Regions from separate parts of the Hordeum vulgare genome. Here region 2 is linked to region 1. Evidence: chromatin contacts called from public Hi-C data. All regions are on one chromosome and are shown on one strand. The core of a region is the stretch at or near the end of the contact, and the rest is flanking DNA. Distances in the headings are between cores, read along the strand shown. Region 1 has its middle 19 kb from the start of LOC123442197. Region 2 has its middle 40 kb from the start of LOC123440985.

Region 1 (4,557 bases), core at 1,670-4,169:
GCCTCCACGCTCACCACAGACAGTCTAATCACCGGTACACCTCTGTATTCCGTACATCTATATGTATTATCTCATCTGCATCTCGCTGATGCGTTGTGCACACCAATTCTGCTAGACGAAACATCTGATGTCATTCCAGTTAAGGCATGTACAATTGGTCTTATCTTAAACGTGTCATGTAAGATAAATGTTGAATAATATTATTCAGCTGACGTTCGCTGAGAGGGATGGCATTTGTGAACGTTTCTATCATAATTTACATTGCCATTAGGATGGCAATTTTAGTTTGCAAGCACGGCAATTTTTTTATGAAAAACAAAAATTAAGCGGAGTTGACATTATCGCTACTCCAACAATTAAATTTGTCATTCTCAGTCAACACAACTTGTCATCAAAATCATTCGCAATTGTCATCCCCCAACAATCGCTAATTATGAGTGCCCTAAATGTTTAGGCGAAGGAAATAGAAATACAAAATACTTTTGTTTTCTTAATTAAGAGATAATCACTTGGCAGTAATATTTGTCACCCCATATTTAGGTTACCAAAGCTAAAGCTAAGAGATTATCCTTTGTACATCAAGCTTTTACTGGCGTCTGAAAATTATGTGGCAGGTTTGTGTTAAGATTATCATATCAACCAATGTACATGCCTCTATGATTCACGTTAAGACAAAAATATAAAGATATGAGAACACCAACACTGAGAGAGAAACAATTAGTCTCCACAACAAGCTCAAAAAAAATGTCCTAAGGGTATACACCGTAATTTTTCCTTCTGCTAAAATCGTGTTGCATGGTTATGTCGCCCACGAGTTTAACATGTCCGACCTTTCCAGCAACTTGTCTTTTGTTATTTTGAGAAGGGAAACGATTGGGAACAGTGCGCCTGCCGAATGCTTGGGCCGGTCGCTTCTGCACGCTGGCTCCCTGGACCAAAATAACCATCAGGAAGCCAACACGTGTACCTTATCATTTTCTTAATGCCCATGTGCACTCTTTTCTTCTTCCTCACGACTTTTTCCTAGCAGCAAACTTCATGGATTCAGGCGGCCTCAGCTCCTGCCTCCTATGCCGTTCGCGCGCCTCTTGAGGAACGCTCATGTGTCGTTTACATGGTCACGCTCGTCACCATGGCCGCGCTCTTCGTCATGGCCGCACGTCGTCCTCGATTTTTGCTACAACCAGGCAAGGGGGAGCTGCAACCATGGATATAAGAGCTGGAGCCGTAGTCGAGCGGAGCTGCAACGACGGTGTGGTGGAGTTGCATGGTCACCAGGGTCACCATCTAGTTTTGCTACAACTGGCGTCCAAATTTGTTATAACCGTCCACTAAAAAAGCTGCATCCATGTTCGTCAAAGTTGTAAACCCGAGTTCGTTGGATTTTTTTGCTACAACCGGTGTCGATTTTTGCTACAACCGGTATCAATTTTTGCTACAACCGTTCACTAAAAAAATTGCATCCACGTTTCTCTGAGTTGCACCCCGAGTTCATCAGATTTTTTTTGCTACAACCGGTGTCGATTTTTTCTACAACCAGTATCATTTTTTCCTACAATGGCTATAGCCAACACCTGTAAAAGCTACAGCCGGCACATGTAAAAGCTACAACCGACGTGGAGCGTGGCGCACGCCGCCGTGGGGTTTAGGCCGTGCTGAGAGCACGCAGGCGGCCGGAGGAGTCGACCTTAAGGAGCATCCCGGTGGCCAGCGCGGGCCGCGACACGAAGCGGAGGCTGAAGACAGTGTCCCAGCCGTCGTCGGCGGCGACGAGGAGGAAGACGCAGGACGCTAGAACTGCGGCTTTCCAGGAGGATGACGAGCGATGTGGGCCGGCGAGGTCATCGGTATTGGGGGTGGTCGGGAAGGGGTGGGGTTTCTCTCGCCCGTGCTATTCATGCGGCTCTGGTGCGTCGGCAGGTGAGAAACAGAGACACAGATGGAGAAGTGAGAAACAAGACGAATCGGGGACAGATCTGGCGGCCTTCTAGAGCTGTATCGGCCGGCTTCCGTTGGACCGGTCGAAAGTTTTCGGCCGGCAATCCGGCGCCTATCCTGGCCTTTTGAGAATCAGTTGGAGTGGCGGATTAGGGCTGACCTGGCTATATATCGCTTAAAGCGACCTGAAGTAGCTCTTGCCTCCAGCATTGTCCTCTGATCCCTATTAATGAGCCGCTCCAAACACCTTCCAGCAAGTTAAAATTCGTCTTTCTTCTCTGCTTTTTCATCTGTTTTCTGTTTTCCATTGTTTACATTTTTGAAAAATCCTATATGAGTATGTACCAAAAACGTCAAGTTAGTTAATAATTTCAAAATATTGCTTTCCAAAATGTTAACACAGCGTAAATTAATTGTTAGTTTAGTCGAAAAATGATAGCATTGAAAAATGTCTGTAACATTTAACAAATGTTCATGCATTTCAAAGAAATAAATATGGAATTTCAAACTATATGCAATGTAAATACGAATTCTATAATTAAAAAAAGAGTTCCGTACCATTCGAACAAATGTATGTTACACTTCAAAATATTATTTGTTTCAAAAATATGGAAAGATATTTTTTTCAAATGTTTATATAGATATAAAAAATTGCATAGTTTTATCGGCATGTAAATGAAAAGGTTTTAACACATATTCAATTTTTTCAAATGTAAATCATGTAATAAAAATACTAATGTCTAAAAATGTTTCTAATATAAGGACAAATTCTACAACCTGTGTTAAAAAAGTATCCATGTATTCAAAAAATAAAAAACACAAGATTAAATTGCAAGAAAAATTGAAGAAAAAATGAGAACCAAAGAAAACTTATGAACAACATGAAATCAATAAGAAGAAAAAAAGAATTGATCCATAGAATATTACCAAGATCACTCTTCTCGCCGGCCCGCTAAGGCAAGCCGGAGCAGAGAGCCGGAGGTGGGTGTAAGAAATTAGTACGGTCAAGAAATATCTCCTGCGATAGGGGCTACCACGCGGGCGCCCTTATGTCTCACGGAAAATGCTATTCGCCACGCAGGCTTTTGCACAGAGAAAGGGCGAGCATGGGATGATCTGGGCCCGCTCATTACGGTCGCGGGGAAACCGGTTTTGGAAACCTTCCAGCCGTTTTTTTCGGTTTTGGGAACTTTCTATAAGATTCCCTGAACCGGTTTTTCTTTTTTTCCTTTATTTTTCTTTATTCTTTTCTGTTTCTTTTTTTTCTGGTTCTGTTTCAAAAATGTTTTGGATTTTCAAAAGATGTTCCGGCATTTTCAAAAATGTTCCGGAATTTAAAAAATGTTCCAGAATTTGAAAAAATGTCTCTGGAATTTGAAAACAATGTTCTGGATTTTTTACAAAAATGTTTGCGATTTTCAAAAAGATGTCCTGGAATTTGAGAAAATGTTCCAGAATTTGAACAAATGTTTCGGAAGTTGAGAAAATGTTCCAGGTTTTGAAAAAATGTTTTTTTCCCAAATTTTCTGCTGGTATTTGAAAAAATTTCCCATCTTATAATTATTCATCAGTATTTGCAAAAAATACTCTGGTTTTTGGAATGTTTCTGTTTTTGTTTAAAAAATCGCAAAATTTGAAAATAGGGGCAATTCTTAAAATAACTGAACAATTTTGCAAGTTTGTGAACAAAATTTCAAAACGGGAACATTTTTTGAAAATTTGAAATTCTTTCAAATGAGATGAACAATATTAGAAATTCTAAACTTCTTAAAAATTTCGAACAAAATTTGAAAACTGAAATTTTTTATGGAAAAATGATCAAATTTGAAAAAACTGCATAGTAAACATTATACAAGTTTCTAAACATCTGTTCAATAAAGAAAAAGAAACCAGAAAAGGGAAAAAATGGAAATAAAATAAAAATAAAAGAAACAGAAACGCATAAAAAAATAAAAAAAGAATAGAAAAATAAAATGGTTCGAAAAGGAAGGTTCCCAAAACCAAAGAATACCAGGGTGGAACTTCTTCGCAACACCGGAACTACTAAACGATACGAAAAGTGAAAAACGAGCCGGCCCATGTAGTCGCATGCCTGTCCGTTGCGCCGGCAATTTGCCACAACGGGCGGCAAATAGGACATCTCATGTAATCATTAGTTGAGCAGTACACCTTTTAACGATTACTCCCACCTCCCTAGATTGCAACAAGTGGCATACAACATGCGTGCCATTTGTCGCAACCTGAATTTTTTTTTTTTTGTAGATCCGTATTTTTAAAACGTTTTATCTCCTAAACCGTGCGTTTATATCTTGAACTATTTTCACCATTGGATTTCTCGCGTCGAGATGTTCAAAATTAGATCCCATGTTGATAGGTTTTGATAAACTTTTTTTACGAAAAAAACGGACCATAAAACCGACGTTTTCCCCTTTCCGAGAGGCACGGTCGTGCCTCTCGCGATAGCAAAACCGTGCCTCTTGCGAGAGAAAGAGAGAACAGAAAACGCGTTGTTTTCCTTTTCGAGAGGCACGGCCGTGCCTCTCATCATAACAAAACCGTGCCTTTCGCGAAAGCAAATTCGTGCCTCTTGCGAAAAAAAGAGACCAGAAAGCGCGTTTT
Region 2 (5,073 bases), core at 1,943-4,442, 140 kb before region 1:
TGATAAATGGTGTGGTTGGATTATGCTACAACATGAGGGGCGGGATCATGTGGGGGTAAAATTTAATGAGGTGATTGGGCCTTATTTTAAAACACATAAACGGTTGAGATAGGATGATGCTATGTCCCCTTGTAGTTTGATTTGGCTAAAGATGCACTTGCTATAATTATTGAAAATGCTAGAAATTCTGGTTTTGTGAAAGGGATCTTATCTGAATGTGAAATAACGGAGTAAATATGTTACAATATGCCAATGATACAATTTTTCTACCACAAGATGATGAGGAGAGTGCTAGAAATTTGAAATTCATTTGAGTGCATTTGAACAAATGTCTGGTATCACTATTAATTTTCATAAAAGTGATTTTTTTTCTTATTTGGGTTCCATTTTAAAAGCCCCAATGTATCAGGAGATTTTTACTTGTGAACTTGGTAACATACCTCTGAAATATTTATGTTTGCCTTGTTTCAGATGCGAGGCTTAAAACAATTTTTGGAACGTGATGACCGAGAAGATTGAAAAAAGATGTGCATGTTGGCAAGGGAGATTAATTAATATGGTTTGTAGAGTGACTTTGGTTCATTCTTGTCTTAGTATATTTTCTCTATTTTCATGATGTCCTCACTTAGGGTTAGGAAGAAGGTTGGTTTCTTTAGAGCTAGATTAGTCTCACAAAGAAGATGAAGATAAGAAGAAATTTCATCTTGTTAACTACAGAACTTGTTGTCTACCAAAAAGTAAGGGGGTTTGTGAATACTTAGTTTGGATTTAATGAATAAAGTTCTCCTGGCTGAATGGTTTTGGAAAATTTAAACTGAGAGGGTGTGTCAGTGGACATCTTCATTAGTAAATATGTTTAAAACAAGTGTATTTCTAGGAATAAGCCAAAAATGGGAGATTCTCATTGTGTTTCTAGCCTTTTAAAGGTGAAAAATATCTTTTACCAATATGTTAATACGAGGTTGGGTGATGGTAGGAATACTAGGTTCTAGGAAGATTGGTGGTTGGGAAGCAAACCATTGGAACATGCTTACCCTGAATTATAAAACATTAACGTTGATTATAAGATGTATGTGGTTGGGGCCTTTGAAAAAGGTTGGATGAATTTATCTTTTAGAAGAATACTTTATGGGAATTCCTTAGATCTTTGAAATATATAGCTTAAAAGATTGATGTGTGGAGGTAAGAATGTTTAGAGGACAAGATAGACCTAGGTGGATGCTCACCGGCGCTGGGATCTTTTCTGTTAAATCGCTCTACATGCTCTTAATAAAAATTAATATTGGATTTTCACAAAAAAAATGTCCAAAGTGAAAGTCCTGGCTAAGATAAAATTGTTTCTATGATTGGTGATTAGAGAAAGCATTTCAACAAATGATAATTTGCTGAAGAAGGATGGGTTTTCTATTGGCAAGATAAAGTATTAACCACTTATGGTTTGAGCGTTTCGCCGTTAGACTCATTTGGAGCCTGTTGAAGTGTGGATTTGACCTAAGAACTACTCCTTTGAATTTGCAAGATTGTTTTGGCAATTGGCTGAAAACCTTCCCAAAACTTGACAAATTGTTGGTCCTTGTTGTGATTTCGGTAATGTTTTGGCCCATTTGGAAAAGCAGGAATGATATTATTTTTCAGAAAAAAGAATATACATGATACCATGGTTCTAGTGAGACTAATGCGTAACTGGATCATGGATTGGTCCATTTTGTGTGGGGGGGGGGGGGACCTTGGTGGCAAGATTGGTAGGACAAATGCCCACTGAAATCTATCGGGCGACGCAAGGGTGGAGACCAGGGGTGCAAAGACTTGGTGGCTGAAGGCGGTGGCAAGATTAAGCCGGAGGAAATTCTTCTTCTACAGTATATTGAAGTTTCATGTCGGCGTTGCGCCTTTGTTCTCTTTATTTTAGTTATGCGTTGGGTGTTGTTTAAGACCTGCAGTAGTAGCAGCACATAACGCTTGTACCTTTTGGATATCTGTAATAGTCTATGACTATGGTTCTTGGATGTTGGTACCAATACCCTCGTCCTAGTTTATTGGTCCCATTGTATTTTATGCAAAATTTTGATCATTGATCTAACTAACAAAATATGAGTGCATGTTATAAAAAATTATGTTGTTGGATTGGTATTTGAATACAGTTTTCAACGATATTATCTTTTATGAGATGCCTTAATGTTTTGTTAGGTAAATACTTTTTTACGAATATTACTTAAATCTAAGGTCAAAGTCAGGCATAAAATACAGAGAAAATCAATAAACCAGGACGGAGCTAGTAGATATGGTAGTAGCAATATTGGATGTATTCCCTTCGTTTCTAAATATAAGTCTTTTGTAGAGATTTCACTAAGAGACTACATACGAAACAAAGTGGGTGAATTTACACTTTAAATTATGGTTATATACATTCATATGTAGTTCTCTAGTGGAACCTTTAAAAAGACTTATCTTCTATTCTTAAATAGCTAGAACCCACTGTTCAATTTTTCTCTCCATGCAACAATGCCATATCATCAAGTCATGCATGTAGTTACAAGTTACTTTTTTTATTAATCTCTTCATGCAAAACATATCCTTATGCATGAATCGTTTCTAGGTAATTAAGCAAGACAGTTTTATAATGTTTTTTTTTGCATTGCCATTAGTTTTCTAACATTTATCCACATATTTTTTAACAAGCTTTCCGCTGCAACGCATGGGGCACCGTCTAGCATTTAGAAACGGAGGGAGTAGTCCTTAAAAGACATGTTGGTTTCTTTATAAAATGAAATCGAAGAGGGGAGTATGTGTTCAGAGCACGGCCTAAACCAGAGCCGTATGTGTTCATCGCAATTTTTTTTTAAAAGCACAGAAATGTTTCGGACCGTGACCTCCTCCAGCTCCGGTCCACACCCTCTGGCGTTTGTGCTGGGCATGTGAGAGGAGAAGACAGGCACTGAGGCAGGCGGTGCTATGATGACGGCCGAGACACGAGCCAGACCGTACCGTACGGCCGGCATCTAGCTCGCTCGCCCGATGCAGCCCGACGAGATACGGCGATCGAGGGAAAGAAAAGAAGAAGGCTCGCCCAGCGACGCAGGCAGGCAGGCAGGCAGGCCAGAAGAAAGGAAACGGAAGCGTGGGCTCCTGTCTGTGTGTGGTGGGCCCCGCGGTAGCTTCAGGCCCATTCTCCGACCCGAGCAGCAGCAGGGCCACTGACGTCGCGGTAGGTTCAGGACGACACAGGTGTCAACCAGGCCTGCCCGTCCCGCAGGGCTGGCTGGGCCACTGACGCCGCTGGGACGACATCCCCACCCTTTTTTCTCACAAAATCCACCATCCGCATCTCTCGCCTCCATCTCTCTCCTCGCGCGTGCTGCCCACCCGACACGAGCCGAGCCGAGCCAACGGAGCGGAGCGAGCTTCGCGTGGAGGCGTCGGCTCGGGTGCGGGTGCGGCTCACCTCCCTCTCCCTCTTTTGGGACCCACAAGTTTTTTTTACAACTCAAAAAAAAAAAAAGTTTGGTCGTTCGACGCGGGTGTCCGTTTTTCTTCTTTCGGCGGGAGCGGCACGAGTCACGTGAGAGGGTATTTCGTGTGGGCCAGCGCGTGCATGTTTCTCGAATGCTTCTGTGGACTCAGACGACCCCTCTATCAGCACTGGATTAATTACCGTAGAAATCCTCTAACGGCAGTTTTTTTTTTCGCGAGATCCCTAAAATGGCAGTTCTGCTCCCATAAGATCGTAGTACTATCAAAGTGACATTAAAATATTTATTAGACAACATTTTAATATCTTCAGTTTCAATTTTGCCCCAAGGAATTGTAATAAGCTAGCACACACTATAGCTGTTGTAGGCGCTCGAGGTCAGGCTGCTAGGCAGCTTCGCACTGCAGCCCTTCGAGATGATGTTTGTGTTCTGTGGGCCAGCGCTTTTGCTGAGCCCGGTTTAATGTATGGAATCCTAGTGTTTCATTTCAAAAAAAAAAAAAAAATAGTGCTCATCTCGATCACACTCATTCTGAATACTTGTACCATGCGTGATGACACGGCCTCTAAATATACACCCGAGGTTTTCTCCTTATAATTTGCATGGTCTTTCTGGGTTTTTTAAACAAGGAAAAACCCGTCCTGTATCAGTAGGACTGAAGCCACCATCTTTATAAAATATATCGCTACTTCGATCCATTTGATGGATGAGTGTCGATAGTCCGAGCCGAATATCAAACAGACCTCACACTATAGCCTATGCATGGTCTTTCCGTGTTGTCTTCATATACATCCTTCCTTACACCCGGGCGACACGGCGTCACACCCTGGCTGGTGTCGAGTAGGCGAGTAGGTGCGGTTGCGGCATCACATCATCAAAGGAGGGCACGATGGGCATGCGGCATGGCTTCACGAGTAGTGGCACGAGGAGGTATGAAGGAAGCGGATAGGGGAAGGGGGTTAGTCGATGGCAGATATAATGATGGTCGAATACATGGGTAGGTGTGATAGAGGGCGAGACGTGGTCAGCGACGATACATGAGACGACGGCCGACAACGCCAATGAGAGAGAATAGCGAATTGGTGGTGAGAACGAAAAACTCATTGCCTGTTCTTTTTGGGAGAAATAATTCATGGCCTCTTTAAACTGTAAGAACTTTTAAAATACACGAATAGGGAAATCGTGTGACTTAAAATGGAATGTCATATACAATACCGTGCAATTATGGAGTATTTTAGAAAAAAACAAAACCTATAAGTCTAGCTATATTTGGTTTATTCATAGCATATATCTCATATGGATTAGCTTTTTTTTTTTTCAGCATTTGGATTTAATTACCTTTTTGTACAAAAGAAATTCTAAAAAGAATTTTCAGATCAAGTAAAAATATATGGTTGGTCACATAATCGTGGTCACACAAGCGTCTTTGGACGGTGCACAAGAAATAGACATGCAAAATTAAGATTGACAAAGGTTCTGAAAGGAGAAATGAAATATGGTTTGAGGTCATGTTGAGATTTCTATTTAATAGGTGGCGCATCAATGGATTTCGTAAATATTTAATCTCAGTCATATGATTCCAAGTGTTTCCATAAAAATATAT

Evidence for each region. A called contact is a pair of places that touch in the nucleus more often than the background predicts.
Region 2: a Hi-C map of leaf shows a contact between it and region 1, with 1.7 times the contacts expected there. The contact joins two enhancer-like sites. A contact is called at or near these places in 4 of 6 Hi-C or Micro-C datasets (leaf and seedling).

The regions. Positions count from the first base shown.
Region 1 is chr3H:600,223,408-600,227,964 of MorexV3_pseudomolecules_assembly, reverse strand. No RefSeq gene overlaps it. Among protein-coding and RNA genes, the nearest start is that of LOC123442197, 19 kb to the right of the region's middle. Within about 2 kb of position 2,919, at least 2 of the 3 cell types and tissues checked have open chromatin away from gene starts, as enhancers often do. A contact at or near this core is called in leaf, where this site is marked.
Region 2 is chr3H:600,358,575-600,363,647 of MorexV3_pseudomolecules_assembly, reverse strand. No RefSeq gene overlaps it. Among protein-coding and RNA genes, the nearest start is that of LOC123440985, 40 kb to the left of the region's middle. Within about 2 kb of position 3,192, at least 3 of the 3 cell types and tissues checked have open chromatin away from gene starts, as enhancers often do. A contact at or near this core is called in leaf, where this site is marked.